3 separate regions of the Zea mays genome follow, and all the other regions are linked to region 1. Evidence: chromatin contacts called from public Hi-C data. All regions are on one chromosome and are shown on one strand. The core of a region is the stretch at or near the end of the contact, and the rest is flanking DNA. Distances in the headings are between cores, read along the strand shown. Region 1 holds the start of LOC100125650 (barren inflorescence 2). Region 2 holds the start of LOC100273941. Region 3 holds the start of LOC100284931.

Region 1 (4,664 bases), core at 1,031-3,530:
TTGATTTATCAGATTTTCTGACAAGATTGTCTTAGAGAAATATTAGCTTGAGTTATATGTCTCATCAGTTATTTTTCCCACGGGGGGTTTTGAGATGATGACTTTAGACATATTATTGTTCTTTGGGCTAGAGGTCCATTGGAGAACAATGTCGTACCATGGTTCAATTGAACCACCGACCATTATCTATATAGATAATTAAGCTTGTGTTGTTCAGATGGAAACATGTTATATCAAGAGCAACATTAATAAACATATTGCTCCTAAACTGTTTTATCCCCATGAACTTCAGGATAATGGAGATATAAACATCTTGCAAATAAAGTCCTATGATAATCTTGCTGATCTATTCACAAAATCTCTACCATACTCCACGTTTTAAAAATGTGTTGAGTGGATTGGTATGAGAAGACTTAAGTGCTTGCAAGGATCAGTGGGAGTAATTCTCCGTGATATTTGACCTGTTTTGTACCATCATATTACACTCTTTTCTTTGTATTAGTTTTGACTTGTAGAGGTTTTCTCATCCAAAGTTTTTAACGAGGTAATATCAACTAAGCTATATGCTTCATCATTGATTTTCCCCCACAGGGGTTTTTTAGGAATGATGATTACCAACATATTTTATTTTGGAGTTCAAAGTGAGATTTACTCATAATCGAAAAGACATTGTGTACTTCTTATTTTTGTCACATGGTTTTTGAGGAGATAATATATTTGAAGACAACTGACAAATGGTCAAATGGACTTGGATTGATCAAGGGAGAGTGTTACAAAATATGTTACAAACATTGTGACCAATCCAAGAGGCTCGACGACTACTCTTCAAGGGACACACCCCTTGGGGATATACCCCTCCATATGTATATAAACAGGGCCTCCCCCTGCAATAATAACAGTGACTGTCACTTTCTCTCTACATCTCTGTGTCTCGTTTACATAACTCTCTAACAGGATCAACGCCGTTTCACAGACACATTGAAACAGAAGCACGCGTCACGTACGTCGTGTAGGAAGGAAACAAATATATGTTAGCATTCACATTAATATTGGCCCATGTATCAACCTACCATTCGGTAGATTGACAATGCTACATATTAAAGCCAGTTGTTTAGACTGTTACAACTGTAATCTATACAAATAAAATATTGTAGAAATCAGTATAGATTAAAGCCAAACAACAAACGTGATGCGATCTATTAAGCTCCTGGCCTCGTGGGGCAAGAAAACTAGGGTTCGTTGTCCCTGTCTTTGGAGTGTGCTGCAAATTTGACGCCAGTGATCATGCTCCCAGTAGTAGTGGACTACTAGGAGCTTGTATCCTGGAGAAGACAGGCACCAATCACATGCATCGGCGCGTACATTCTGCGTGGTTCTTTGACATTTTCTTGCACTGTTGGTTCCCGTTTTCTCTGCAGTACTGTACTAGTACGTACTGCCAGTGGAAGCTCAGCAGCACCAGGCGCGGTTTGAAGAGAGAGAGAGATAGAGAGAAAAAATGCGACGCTTTTGACCGGCCCCTACGCCACCGTGAGAACCGTGCCAGGGGAATCGGGCGGGCCACGCAACGCTGCCTTCCTTCCTTGCGGTTCACGGCGGCGAGCCGGCGACACCGGCCGGAATGTGGACTTTTCACGGCGCTGCCGTCGTTGCCGTCCCCGACAAAGTTACCAGTTAAGTTAGCTTACAAACCATGCTAGAATAAACCACTGAACCACCTGCTTAATCCCTGCCTAACCATGCCCACCTCGTGCTTAATTAGCACTAGCTAGGTTCTCTCTCCTGTCTTCTCAATATCTCAAGCCGGGTTTACGCAACGCCCATGTGTGGCTGGCCAAGTTTAAAAAGCGACCTCTCCCTACGCCTGAATTTTAAAATAGTTTTAAAATAAGATCCATATGTTTAAAAGGAGGGTTTTCGAATCTTATAGAGTCAAAAATATTTTACAGTAAAAACTTACAGTAAAAAGCGACCTCTCCATAACGGCTCCTGTGCATACATCACGACCCTACCCGTCTACTAGCAAGTAGCAACTGCAACTCCGCTTTGACTTTGACTTGCCTGCTTCCACGCGGACGCTGCCATCCATGCTCGCAGTAATAAAAGCCTGCGGCGCGGCGGATTGACGGATCTGCCCCTCCGTTTTACACGACTAGCCAAGGCACAGCACAACCACGAGTCTGTAGGCTACTGGGCTGAGGTCGCCGCTGGTATAATTATAAAGCGCCCGCGCCACCAACTCCCTTGTCCGCACGCCGCGACCGCCGGAAACCTCACTCCTCGTCCTCGCTCGGAGACACGGCAAGCGAGTCCTCCTCACTCACGCAAACACACGCCGTGCCGCGAGCGCACGAGACAACCGAGCGGAGCTGCCGCCTGCCCGCCAGTGCCAGCCATGGACGCCGCGGTGCGCGTCCCCCCGGCGCTCGGGAACAAGACGGTGACCGAGGTGACGCCGCCGCCGCCACCACCGGCGGGGGAGGAGCGGCTGTCGGACGCCGACACGACGGCGTCGTCGACGGCGGCGCCCAACTCGAGCCTCAGCTCGGCCAGCAGCGCCGCCAGCCTGCCGCGCTGCTCCAGCCTGTCCCGCCTCTCCTTCGACTGCTCTCCGTCCGCGGCCCTGTCCTCTTCCTCGGCGGCGGCGGCGGCCGCGGCCGCGTCATCGCCGGCGCCAGCGCCGGCGCGGCCGCACCGGGCAGGGGACGCGGCGTGGGCGGCGATCCGCGCGGCGTCGGCGTCGGCCGCGGCGCCGCTGGGGCCGCGGGACTTCAGGCTGCTGCGCCGCGTGGGCGGCGGCGACGTCGGCACCGTGTACCTGTGCCGCCTCAGGGCGCCACCCGCGCCCGCGCCCGTCTGCTGCCTGTACGCGATGAAGGTGGTGGACCGGCGCGTGGCGGCCGCGAAGAAGAAGCTGGAGCACGCGGCGGCGGAGCGGCGGATCCTGCGGGCGCTGGACCATCCGTTCCTGCCCACGCTCTTCGCCGACTTCGACGCCGCGCCGCACTTCTCCTGCGTCGTCACGGAGTTCTGCCCCGGCGGGGACCTCCACTCGCTCCGCCACCGCATGCCCAACCGCCGCTTCCCGCTCCCGTCAGCTCGGTGAGCGCAAGCCTAGCCTAGTACTAGTGCTAGTGCTAGTGGAGTGCTACAGCCTACAGATACGTCGTCGTCTTTTTTGTATTTACGGTCGTTGCGGTGGGTGCAGGTTCTACGCGGCGGAGGTGTTGCTGGCGCTGGAGTACCTGCACATGATGGGCATCGTGTACCGCGACCTCAAGCCGGAGAACGTGCTGATCCGCGCGGACGGCCACATCATGCTCACGGACTTCGACCTGTCGCTGCAGTGCACGTCGACGCCGTCGCTCGAGCCGTGCGCCGCCCCCGAGGCGGCGGCGGCGTCCTGCTTCCCGGACCACCTGTTCCGCCGCCGGCGCGCGCGACTCCGCCGTGCCGCCTCGGCGCGGCGGCCGCCAACGACCCTGGTGGCGGAGCCGGTGGAGGCGCGGTCGTGCTCGTTCGTGGGCACGCACGAGTACGTGGCGCCCGAGGTGGCCCGCGGCGGGCCCCACGGCGCGGCCGTCGACTGGTGGGCGCTCGGCGTGTTCCTGTACGAGCTCCTGCACGGGCGCACCCCGTTCGCGGGCGCCGACAACGAGGCCACGCTCCGCAACATCGCGCGCCGCCCGCTGTCCTTCCCCGCTGCCGGCGCCGGTGATGCCGACGCGCGCGACCTCATCGCCCGCCTCCTCGCCAAGGACCCGCGCCACCGGTTGGGGTCCCGGCGCGGCGCCGCCGACGTGAAGGCGCACCCGTTCTTCCGCGGGCTCAACTTCGCGCTGCTCCGGTCCTCCCGCCCGCCCGTCGTCCCCGCCGCGTCGCGCTCCCCGCTGCACCGCTCGCAGTCCTGCAGCGCGGCGCGCACGAGAGCGTCGAAGCCGAAGCCGCCGCCGGACACCCGGTTCGACCTGTTCTGACACGACCGTTGCCGGCGTCACGCACGTGCGTGTTGACCTAGTTGCATCACTCGCCATTGTACAGAGTGTTTAACGAGCTGCTAGTAGCAGCAGTACGTCATTAACTAGTCTAATCGAACTTGCATTCCAACTCTGCTCGGTCGAGGTCTTCTGTCGCTGAATTCCGAGGCATGTTCCGCTGACGTTGCGCGGCTAGGGTTGACAGCGGGCGAGGTGTGTCGGGTGGTGATGGTAACAGCGGGCCACATGGGTGCTGGACCTGTCTGCTGACAGGGGTGCTCAGCCAGGCGATTACATTAATGGCGCCGGTTGACCTGGAGCGCGCGCTTGGCTGCGGCCTGCGGGCGACGTGACGTGGCTCGTGGAGTGGAGTGGTTCCGCTTGCTGGGGAGACGTGCGGCAGGCCCTGCGGATGCTGGGATCACTGCTCAAATCTGCTCTGCTAAACTGAAGCTAGTTCTTGTCTTATCTTAAAAAATAAGCTAAATAAAGTAGTCTGAACATATCTTAAGGACCTGTTTGGAAATGGAGTTTTGAAATGACGTAGTTTTGAGATACTATAGTTTATAATTGTACATGACACAGATACTACGGTATTACTTTACCACAGTATTGCTTAAAACCGAGATCTGTTTGGTTCCATTGAAAAAATAAAGTATACGTAGAGAGAAGAGAAGAAAACTGAGA
Region 2 (4,664 bases), core at 1,327-3,826, 170 kb before region 1:
TAATGTTTCTGAAAATACTGGTGTACCATAAGCAAACATGTCAAACTCAATCAAGTCTTAACAATCGGCACTTTTACAAAATACAGTCAATACTAAATCAGTGCGTTCCGAATCCTATGCTGATTTTTATGTTTGTTTGTATGGTGCAGGGTATCATGAATGGGAGCTCTTATTTTTGCAGAGTCCATTGTGAAGAGAATTGAATTTGTTAATATAGGTCTAATCCTTCCAACTGTGCAAATCAACTGTGTTCCTCCCTGAAGCATTGGTTGTAGGGTGCGCTTGAAAGGATGTGCAATGAGATTGTTTCGATGTAGCGTGCATGAGTACCCTGAGTAGCTGTGGATGGTTATACAGTTTGTGGTCTAGGGATGTGCAGTGAGGGCAGGGAATTGGGAATAATTTCGTGCCCCCATCGACCTTGATTTGTAGGGTAGGATGATTTACTGTTTAACCACTAGCAAATGTTAGTAGCCAGTTCCATGTTCATTTACTCCACGGCAACTGTGCTTTCGTGTGCCAATAACCGGAGTTGATCCACATGTAATGAATTGGTGTCAAATTGACGATCCTGTGTTTCAAAGTATGGTTATTGGATCGTGTTGCCAGCTTTTGCGTGATTTGTCACACGTATAATCACTATAGCTGACTTGCTGGTACAAATAGCAATGGGTAAAAATAGGGTGGGTATATGCCTGGTAACTAAGACCATGTTCGGTAGTTGAGTGTTGGAGATAGTCTAACATTAACCTGAAAAATAATTTGTCCTGTAAATGAGTCAATATATTAATAAGGAAGGAGAAAAGAAATAAGTGATATTTGACTTTAACTTAAGCTTTATTACAAGTACTATTAATAATGTTAGGAGACGCAAGTTATGTTGATTTTAAGCTGAATTTAAAACTCATGGATTTGTAGGTATAGGTAGTGCAAGAATAAATTTATGTACATACACATTGGTTTTTTTTGAAGCTATTAATAAACATATGGATAAAGAAAATAGTTGAAACCTATGCAGCAAAATCTCATCAGGTCTAGAGTGGTTACCCATCGCAAATCTCTACTTGCTGGTAAGCTGACTTGCACTAGATATATAGCCAGAAGGTTGCAAATTAAGAAGCTTCTCGCTTAGCTGTTTAGTGTGTACAACAAGTCCACCAGCTAGTCAGTCAAGCAGGGCCTTTTGCTGTTTAACCGTGTTGGCAAGTGTGCATTATATTATTGCTGTCTCAGCATCATCTGTTTACTTCGTTTGTCAGTTTCCACCAGCTACTCGACTTCTTCATCGCAGATATAAAGTCATAAACAAACGTGCCACAGATCTTACAAAAAAAAGTTCCGATTATTGTTGTCATCAAACTTCAAAAGACTCGATCAAAACAGATTTTCAACTCACACGAGACACGAACAATTCAACCACACCGAAGAACGCATACGATCCAGTAGTGGATGTAAACGTACGTAACAGTAGCTCAACACACGAACCGAACAAAGCCACACCACGAACATCTGTCTGTCAGATCATATTATCCAGCTCGGCCTCAGGGACAGGGACGAGATGGTCGGCCGGCACCGGCGCCCGCGCCTGCGGCGGCGCCGGCGCCGGGTCTAGGAGGCGCAGGTACTGCTTGATGCTGTGGAAGCGCAATGGCTCGAGCAAGGTAAGGAACGGCAGGGGGAAGCGCCCTGACCCGCCTGAGCTAAGCAGGCGAACGTTGGTGCCGGCGTCCGCGTACCCGAAGAAAGTCGGCGGCAGCGTGGGCACGACGTCGCGGTCGACGATGACGCGCTGCACGGACACGTGGCGCTGCCCGGCCACGAGCTCGTCGCAGAACGCCTGGTTGCCGACGCGGGGGGCCGCGAACGTCACGGCTCTGACGGCGGCCACCACCCCGAGCGCCGCCGCGGGGGCGGCGGCGTCCCACGCGGCCAGCAGGGCCAGCGCGCCGCCGAGGCTGTGCCCGGTGGCCGTGACGCGGATCTTCTCGCCGGGGTGCCTGCTCCTCACGTACGTCACCAGCCGGGTCAGCTCGGCCAGCACCTGGGTGCGCGCGCTGGTCCGCATGGCGCAGGCCTCGCAGCTGGACGTGTACAGGCTCTCGAAGCCCCTCTCCACCCGCACTGTCCCGGCCTGCTGCTCGCCGTGGATCGGAACGAGGACCGCCTGCAGGTCCTTGAGCAGCTCGTCCAGCGCCGACGTGCCGCGCCACACGACCGCGATGTCGCGGTACCCGACGCGGTCGCGCTCGGCGTCGGTCGCGAGGGCCACGTATCCGATCCAGTGCTGCTCGTGCTGGCAACCGTCGTCGTCGTTTCCCTCGTTCACGCCGTCGCCGGCCAAGATGTTGACGGTGGCGTAGATGAACGAGGTGGCCACGTAGCCGCTGCCGCCGAGGCCGACGGCGGGCAGCATGTCGGCCAGGGAGTAGCGGCAGGTGCCATTGTGGTCGTCGTAGGCGGCGTAGGCGGCCTGCGCGAGCTTGCAGTAGTTGAAGACCTGGCCTTCGTCTGCGGCCATGGTGTGTGGCTTCGTCTACACACTCTACACTAGCTAGCTAGGGCAACAACTTCCTCTTGTTCTATTGGCGCGTTATCACCATGATACACCTAAACACGTATTTATAGCCGCTTGGCCCTTGCAACTGTATGTATATTGTCGCAGCGACACAGCCCATGACTAGCTACATGGTTGAGATTCATTATATTATATACTCGTAAAAATGGCCGTATGTTGCTACAATTTTCATTTATGTTTAATTATAGAGTATAAAGTACAAAGACATGTATTCTGTTAGTTAGGTGGGTGTGAACGTGAGTTTAGAGCCAATGAACAATGGTTTAAATCTCTATTTATGTAGTATAATTTTAATTATTTTATCATTTAAATGTGTGGGAGCACAACGATGGTAGAAGCCGTGTAACCGTAAAAATAATTGGTGCTTTATACAGTAGAAGATATATGCTATGAAAATTCTCAACCTCATCCAATTCAAAATGTGCGTGTAGGCATTAGACAAACAATTAAAACTGTACTAACCACTAACCCACATATATAAGTAGTAAATGAGATGACACATGCATACACACATTTTGTTCGGATGAAGCCTTTGATATGGTCGTACAAAAAATATGAAACATCCACTTGTTGGCAACACGATGACTAAATGTGCTAATAATGTGCATGGCAGATGGACCTTAGCTTGACTAATACAAAAGCGCGTGACGTACTGCACGCGCGGTGACAAAAATTCATACCCCGGATGTAATTTCCCCCCTACTTTGCATATGGTGTAAGAGCTTCTTGATAGATTGTTTTTGCAGAATTCATATCCTTTCACCCACCACCCTCGTACGGCCATGTTCGGTTATTCTCATCATAGATTGGATATGAGATTAAAAAACTGAGAAAGATTTTGATTTGTTAATTAGGGATTTAAACACACACTCGATGCTTTCCAATCTGCACATGGATTGATATGTATTTATAGCCTCTTGGCCCTTGGTACTGTAGTATGTATATCGCAGCCCAGTGCAAGCTCCATCGACGAGATACTTTATATATATCCGATGGAAATTCTCAACTGGTTCCAGTTTAAAATGTGTGTAGGCATTAGACAAACACTTAAGACTGTAACCCACTAATTAACTCTCACTAGTCTAATACATTGCGACGGTACCCAACCAGATATTGATTGGACGAGCAAGCGGCACTTGAGAGTTTAATGGACCATCCACATAAAAATACCCATAATAAATGAATTTAATGTCAAAGTGAACATATTGTTTATATACCAGATATTGAACTGGTGAAACAAATATTACACTTGATCTCAGCCAAAAGACCGAAAAAATGAGTTGAAAAGAAGCCCCTATATTCGAATTAAATTATAGCCAATGTTTTGGCTTAGGACTTGGAGCGAGAAGATGGTGTAGATCTGATGCCCTGACCAAAATCATCATTGAGATTTCATAGGTAACATATGTAAATTCATTTATGGTAAAGGCTTAACAATTTTCTCCAAGTTTAGCAAGACATAGAAAAAAGCACAAGTACGCCAACAAGATCATTCCTAAAATACCAAATACAACAAGTCTATCCTCTACCGCTTAACATGATTACTGAAATACATACTTGCTCTTGCCTTTAGAGTATCATATCAAACAATAAAAACATTTTCCACTTTTACAGAGCCTTGTACTCATTTCCAATTGCATAGTTGGTTTCACTTAAAATTCAATGTGAAATGAATTCGTCATGAACAAAACATTTTCATAATTATGCTCTAGCAATGTTCCACAGTTAAATGGCTAGAAATTTGTATAAGACCTCGCCACATTTGGTGATATGTGGAATGCACGAACTACACCCTATGTTGAAGGAGCGAAGTGGAGCTCGCACCAGAGCGGAAGACGAGTGAGCTAGGAGACGGGCTCCCGGTCCCTAGGGGCGACGAGGAGGTTTAGAGTTGGCTGGACTCGATGCAACTTTTATCACCTAGTGAGCATCCTTATCCAGAGGCGAGCGCCCTAATCCTCCTCGCCGGCGGCGGTGCAACAACAGAAGAAGCGGGCGGAGGTTGTTGCGAAATGGACGTGGTTTGTTGCTAGAGCGACAGCTGCAAGAACGCTGATGTGCAAACAAATATGATAGGATGGGATATGAT
Region 3 (4,664 bases), core at 866-3,365, 160 kb after region 1:
AGCAAAACTTCCAAATTAAAAAAAAAGGACTCCAAACCAGGTAGCATCCCAATAAGACATGATCTTTATGCAAGGCTGTCAGATATTACCACTCTACCACTTAGCGTAACAATACTAACAACACCAAAGTCCGAAGCCTTCTAATTATAAGCATTCTAATTATAAGCAAGTTGGATTAAGCTAGAGATGAAATCCAACAAGGGTAACAAAGATTGAGCATAGAGTAACAAAACAGGTCTTAGAAATCGTACTGGTGACAAGAAAGAAGGAATTTTGTTGAACCAGGAACCAAATAAACTATACAAATTTATATAATTTAACCAACTAAATTACACATCATATAATTTAATTTCGAGGTTCCACTGCAACCAGTCATGCTCAAGAAACAGGAGAACATCGATGTCTTAGTATTATTAATTACCACAAACAGGAACAGCAGTGCAAGAAGTAAATAGCAGAAGGAAAACAAGAGGTATTAATACAAAACAGGCAGGAAGCGTCTAATATAGAGAAGAGTAAAATTCAGACGTTGGCTATCCTCTCTTCCATGCAGCTCATTCCCTTCACTCAGATTGGCATGCCTTTTGGCACGATCTGGTCCTTTATCCACATGTAAATAGGCACCAGAACATAGTAGGCAGCACATATCGTTCCTACGAGGAAGCGGAAGAGGAAGGTGATCGGATTCACTGGCTTGCTGACATCCTCCGCCTTGGGACCAAGCTGCATAGGAAATAAAACGGAGAACTCATACCAAAGCCATTGAATGCCTACCTACTTGCAGGAAAATGAACAATCTAGAGTCTTAACGAGATGTGCCAGAACCAGAAGCGCCACCTCTTTCCATTGTTATTAGCAAAATGAAAAGGAAAAGGTACCTCCAAGGGAGAGTCACCGCGCTCTCTCTTGACGCCTGTGACGGAGCAGCCCATGATGAGGCCATGCCTTCGGACACCGCGGTACCACTTCGGTCCAATCCTCTTCAGCTTGACATCCCTAAACCCAGCCTTCTTGAACCACTCGATGTACTCTTCCTCCTTGGGGAAGAGCATCCACATGTCGGCGAAGAAGCGGGACAGCCAGAAGGTCGGGTAGACCGGGCCGATCACACAAGCTAGCCCACCAAATCTCAGGACCCTGTAGGCTTCCTTGATCCCCCGCTGTGGGTCTGGCCAGTACTCGATGCTGCAAAGCACCATGACAGGGCAGGAAAATCAGCAATCCGTACTTGGGTAGCTCAGCTGTCATACTAATGGCTTGTTTGGGAGCAAGGGGATGATTAATTCCCTTTAATCCCCTTCTTCCAAACAGGCCCTAATGGAATGTGCAATCATCGCAGCACCGCTTATTTGGAACATATTCACAATACGCACAGGATGGTATACACGGACAGTAGCGAATCGAGCGGCAGGGGAGGACGAGAAGAGACCTGCCGGCGGAGATGTATCGGTCGAAGGAGTCGGTGGGGAACGGGAGGTCCTCGGCGTCGCCCTCCATGATGGTGACCCCCTTGAGGGCCTCCTTCTGCCGGGCCTTGTCGAGCTGGTGCGGGGACTGGTCGAGCAGCGTGACGTTCTCCGGGTTGACGTGCTTGACGATGCCGAGCGTGGTGAACCCCGTGCCGCCGCCGACGTCGACGACCGTGAGGTGGCGGCTGAAGAGGTCGGCAGGTTCCAGCGCGTCGTCGCGCATGTCCTCGGTCCAGTGGCCCGGATTGATGACGTGGTCGTACACGATGGAGAGGAAGCGGTAGAACCAGAAGGCCTCCTTCTTGTGCTGGATGAAGCGCGGCGCCGTGGCGGGCCGCGCCGCCGCGGGGGACGACGACGCCGCGCATCGCAGCCTGGCGCCCACCGCGACGGGGCTGCTCATCCGCCTGGCGAGGGCGAGGGGGCGGGGGAGGCCGGCGGCCTTGGAGGGGCCGAGGAAGCCCAGCCCCGCGGGACCGCGGACCCTGCATCTACCCTGCGCGAGCGCCCGCGCGCCTCCGCCCGGCGCGTAGGTGGAGGCCATCGCCATTGCCGCCGCCCGCGCTGCGAAGATGAGGAGGGGGGATGCGACGAGGAGAGTGAGGCCACGCTCCTGGGACTGGAAGGGAGAGAGGATGTGTGGTGGCTGGTGGGCGTATTGGATGGATGGGCTGCGGCGCTGCGCGGTGCCGTCCTCTCCTTCTCACACACACGGCCCGCGCCTGCCCTACTGGCCGTGCCGCGTGTCGGCGTGTGTGCGCGCGCGTGCGCGCGGCATGTGGGCCAGGGACCGGCCTGCTTGGATGAACGGCAAATTTTTTTTGGAAGCCCAAGGTAGAGATTGGAAGTCAGAACTTCTTTTAGGGGTGTTTGGTTACACCCCGCTAAAATTTAGTCTCTGTCCCATCGAATGTTTGAACCTCCGTTCCGGATATTAAATGTAGTCGGATTATAAAACTAATTTGTCAGCCAAAGATTAAAAGACGAGACGAATCTAGTCCAGTTGGTTGGGTCTATATTTCATACTCATATTTAAAAGTCAAACGTTTGATGTGACCCGGGCTAAACTTTAGCAGGAGCAACCAAACACCCCCTTACGAAAAAAGAGTAGTAGTTTTTCTTAAAGAAACCTCTGCTGATACTCAGGAATCAGGCCTAGACCATGAATCGTTTCACTTTTAGTCAAACATTATTAACTTTGACCACATTTATATAAAAATATTAATATTTATAGTACATAATTAATATCGTTAGATAGATTTTTGAATTTATTTTTATAGTAAAGTTATTTGAAGATATAAATATTACTAATATATTTTATAAATCTAGTCAAACTTAAAAAGTTTGAGCGACAAACATTGGTGAACCTAGAGTAGGAGTCATCTGCGTGCTCTTCACAAGCAAGAGTCTTGGAGATCGTGTGGCTCGGTCTGGCGCCACGAACATGCTCAATCGACTTTCCTCTTACGGTATACTACAATACATGACCCGGGCGCGACCGAGGGAAAAAAAATCGCATGCTCAGTTCGACTGGTGGGCATGCATCCAGTGCAGTGTAGCTTCCAATTGACAAGATTACAAGAACATTCGACTACCTTTACCAGGGAGATGGCCATTAATTTGCCGGGGCACTGAACCAGCTACTAGCAAGTGGCTACTCTCTCTCTTTTCTTTTCTTTTTCTCTTTTTTATTCAGAGATTCACGTATAAACTAGCGAAACGTAAAATGATGCACCAAATAGGCTCGCCTTTTTAGTCAGTTTGCACTTTCTTCACAAGTGGGAATGGATGTTACATCAGCCAGAAAGCCTGGCGCGGTTCGCTGAGTATGGCATATTTTCCTGATATACAGCGAAGAGTAGAAGACTGTCAGTGAACCGACAAACATCATATGCATGGTACGCTGGATAGTGAACTGTTAGACCAACGGACCATGATAATGAACAAAGCAATGTGACCTATCGCTATATAGTCAAAACAAAGGCAGTGACGTGTACCTTTCACGGCTACAGATCAATGTAGACACGCAAGCCATCACGAGCTAACTGCACGTCAATCCCCTCCCTGCGTTTCCAAATTACAGGACATGAGCACGCACAGTAAAGCGTCTGCTTTTAACGAATAGCAGTAAATGAACATGTGTCATGTGTGTCTTTCTATGATAAGATCGTGTTTCCATCTTCCTGTGTTCTTCATGTCAACTTATTCGGTACATGAACCTGTGTCTGCACACATCTAAGGTATCTAGGAGGAAGGCCTTACCTCCTGGACCATTCTTCCAATGTTTGGTTGTCCTTGTGATGATCCATCTCGTGGGTCATCCCAATAAGCAGTGCTCTTTTGGGGCAAATCCTCCTAACAGCATCTAGTGTCTGCATAAGATCTTAATATGAGCATAAATCATGCATGCAGGATATACAAGAAATAGGGAAACAGTTTGCATATAAATTATGAAAAAGTGGAATGAAATGAGAACCAACCTGGTCCCAACACAAGTGCACATTGTGAGAACCCGTCTGTTCACATGTCAAGAGATGCAACAAATTAGTGAAGACGAGAATGAAATATAACACTGCTAACTAATGATCACATGTTCTTAAATAATAGCAATTGTATTGCCCCGAATTACAAGATAGCTCAACTGCTATGTAACTAGTACTTTGCAAAGTGCAGAATTACTTCCATAACCAAAGCCAAAAACTATCTGGACAGTACTGGTTGTTCAATATCATCTATTTGTTGCAGTCAGTCAATGTTCTGAAATTGATTTCAAGAATCTCGTGGGCTGTACGCTTGATGCAAAATCAACAGATCATGCTTGTGCTATATGAAAAACATTAATGTTCACCCCCAAGAAACAAAAATGGTCGTCCATACAATATTACCAGCAATTAAAGATTTCCTACTATGTGCACGCATCAATTTCTGGATTACAAACTCGGCCAGTAGGGGAAAGACCGCTCCCACGATATTATATTAAGAAGAAGCTCAATTGGAGCCCCAACCGAGAAAGGTCAAGAAAGCTGCCTGCCCCCCCGTGTAGCACGAGGGTCCACCCCCCTATAGGGTAGATCTTTACTCGTGCTTTGAGTCCTCCTTAGCCCCTACATGAGGATTCGGCCTCCATAGGTCAGTCTATCTTGTGTGCACACTACCAAGGGAACCAGCGAGTGACATTTTTTAACCTCAACTTGA

The links. A called contact is a pair of places that touch in the nucleus more often than the background predicts.
Region 2: a Hi-C map of ear shows a contact between it and region 1, with 2.0 times the contacts expected there. The contact joins the promoter of LOC100273941 here to the promoter of LOC100125650 in region 1. A contact is called at or near these places in 2 of 25 Hi-C or Micro-C datasets (ear and tassel).
Region 3: a Hi-C map of ear shows a contact between it and region 1, with 2.4 times the contacts expected there. The contact joins the promoter of LOC100284931 here to the promoter of LOC100125650 in region 1. A contact is called at or near these places in 2 of 25 Hi-C or Micro-C datasets (ear and endosperm).

What each region holds. Positions count from the first base shown.
Region 1 is chr1:177,938,287-177,942,950 of Zm-B73-REFERENCE-NAM-5.0, forward strand. LOC100125650 (barren inflorescence 2) reads left to right here and starts at 2,281. Exons shown (of 2, transcript NM_001112581.1): 1 at 2,281-3,102; 2 at 3,209-4,037. The coding sequence starts at 2,396. The coding sequence ends at 3,977.
Region 2 is chr1:177,763,405-177,768,068 of Zm-B73-REFERENCE-NAM-5.0, forward strand. It overlaps LOC100273941, which reads right to left and starts at 2,577. Exons shown (of 1, transcript NM_001148332.1): 1 at 1,199-2,577. The coding sequence starts at 2,518. The coding sequence ends at 1,517. It overlaps LOC111590625 (U2 spliceosomal RNA), which reads right to left and starts at 3,854; the gene lies at 3,667-3,854. It overlaps LOC100193821, which reads left to right. Exons shown (of 6, transcript NM_001367039.1): 6 at 150-608. The coding sequence ends at 203.
Region 3 is chr1:178,102,335-178,106,998 of Zm-B73-REFERENCE-NAM-5.0, forward strand. It overlaps LOC100284931, which reads right to left and starts at 2,116. Exons shown (of 3, transcript NM_001372149.1): 1 at 1,430-2,116; 2 at 879-1,185; 3 at 295-723. The coding sequence starts at 2,019. The coding sequence ends at 568. LOC100273038 (hydrolase-like protein) reads right to left here. Exons shown (of 10, transcript NM_001147487.1): 7 at 3,950-3,985; 8 at 3,732-3,841; 9 at 3,467-3,533; 10 at 2,776-3,310. The coding sequence ends at 3,476.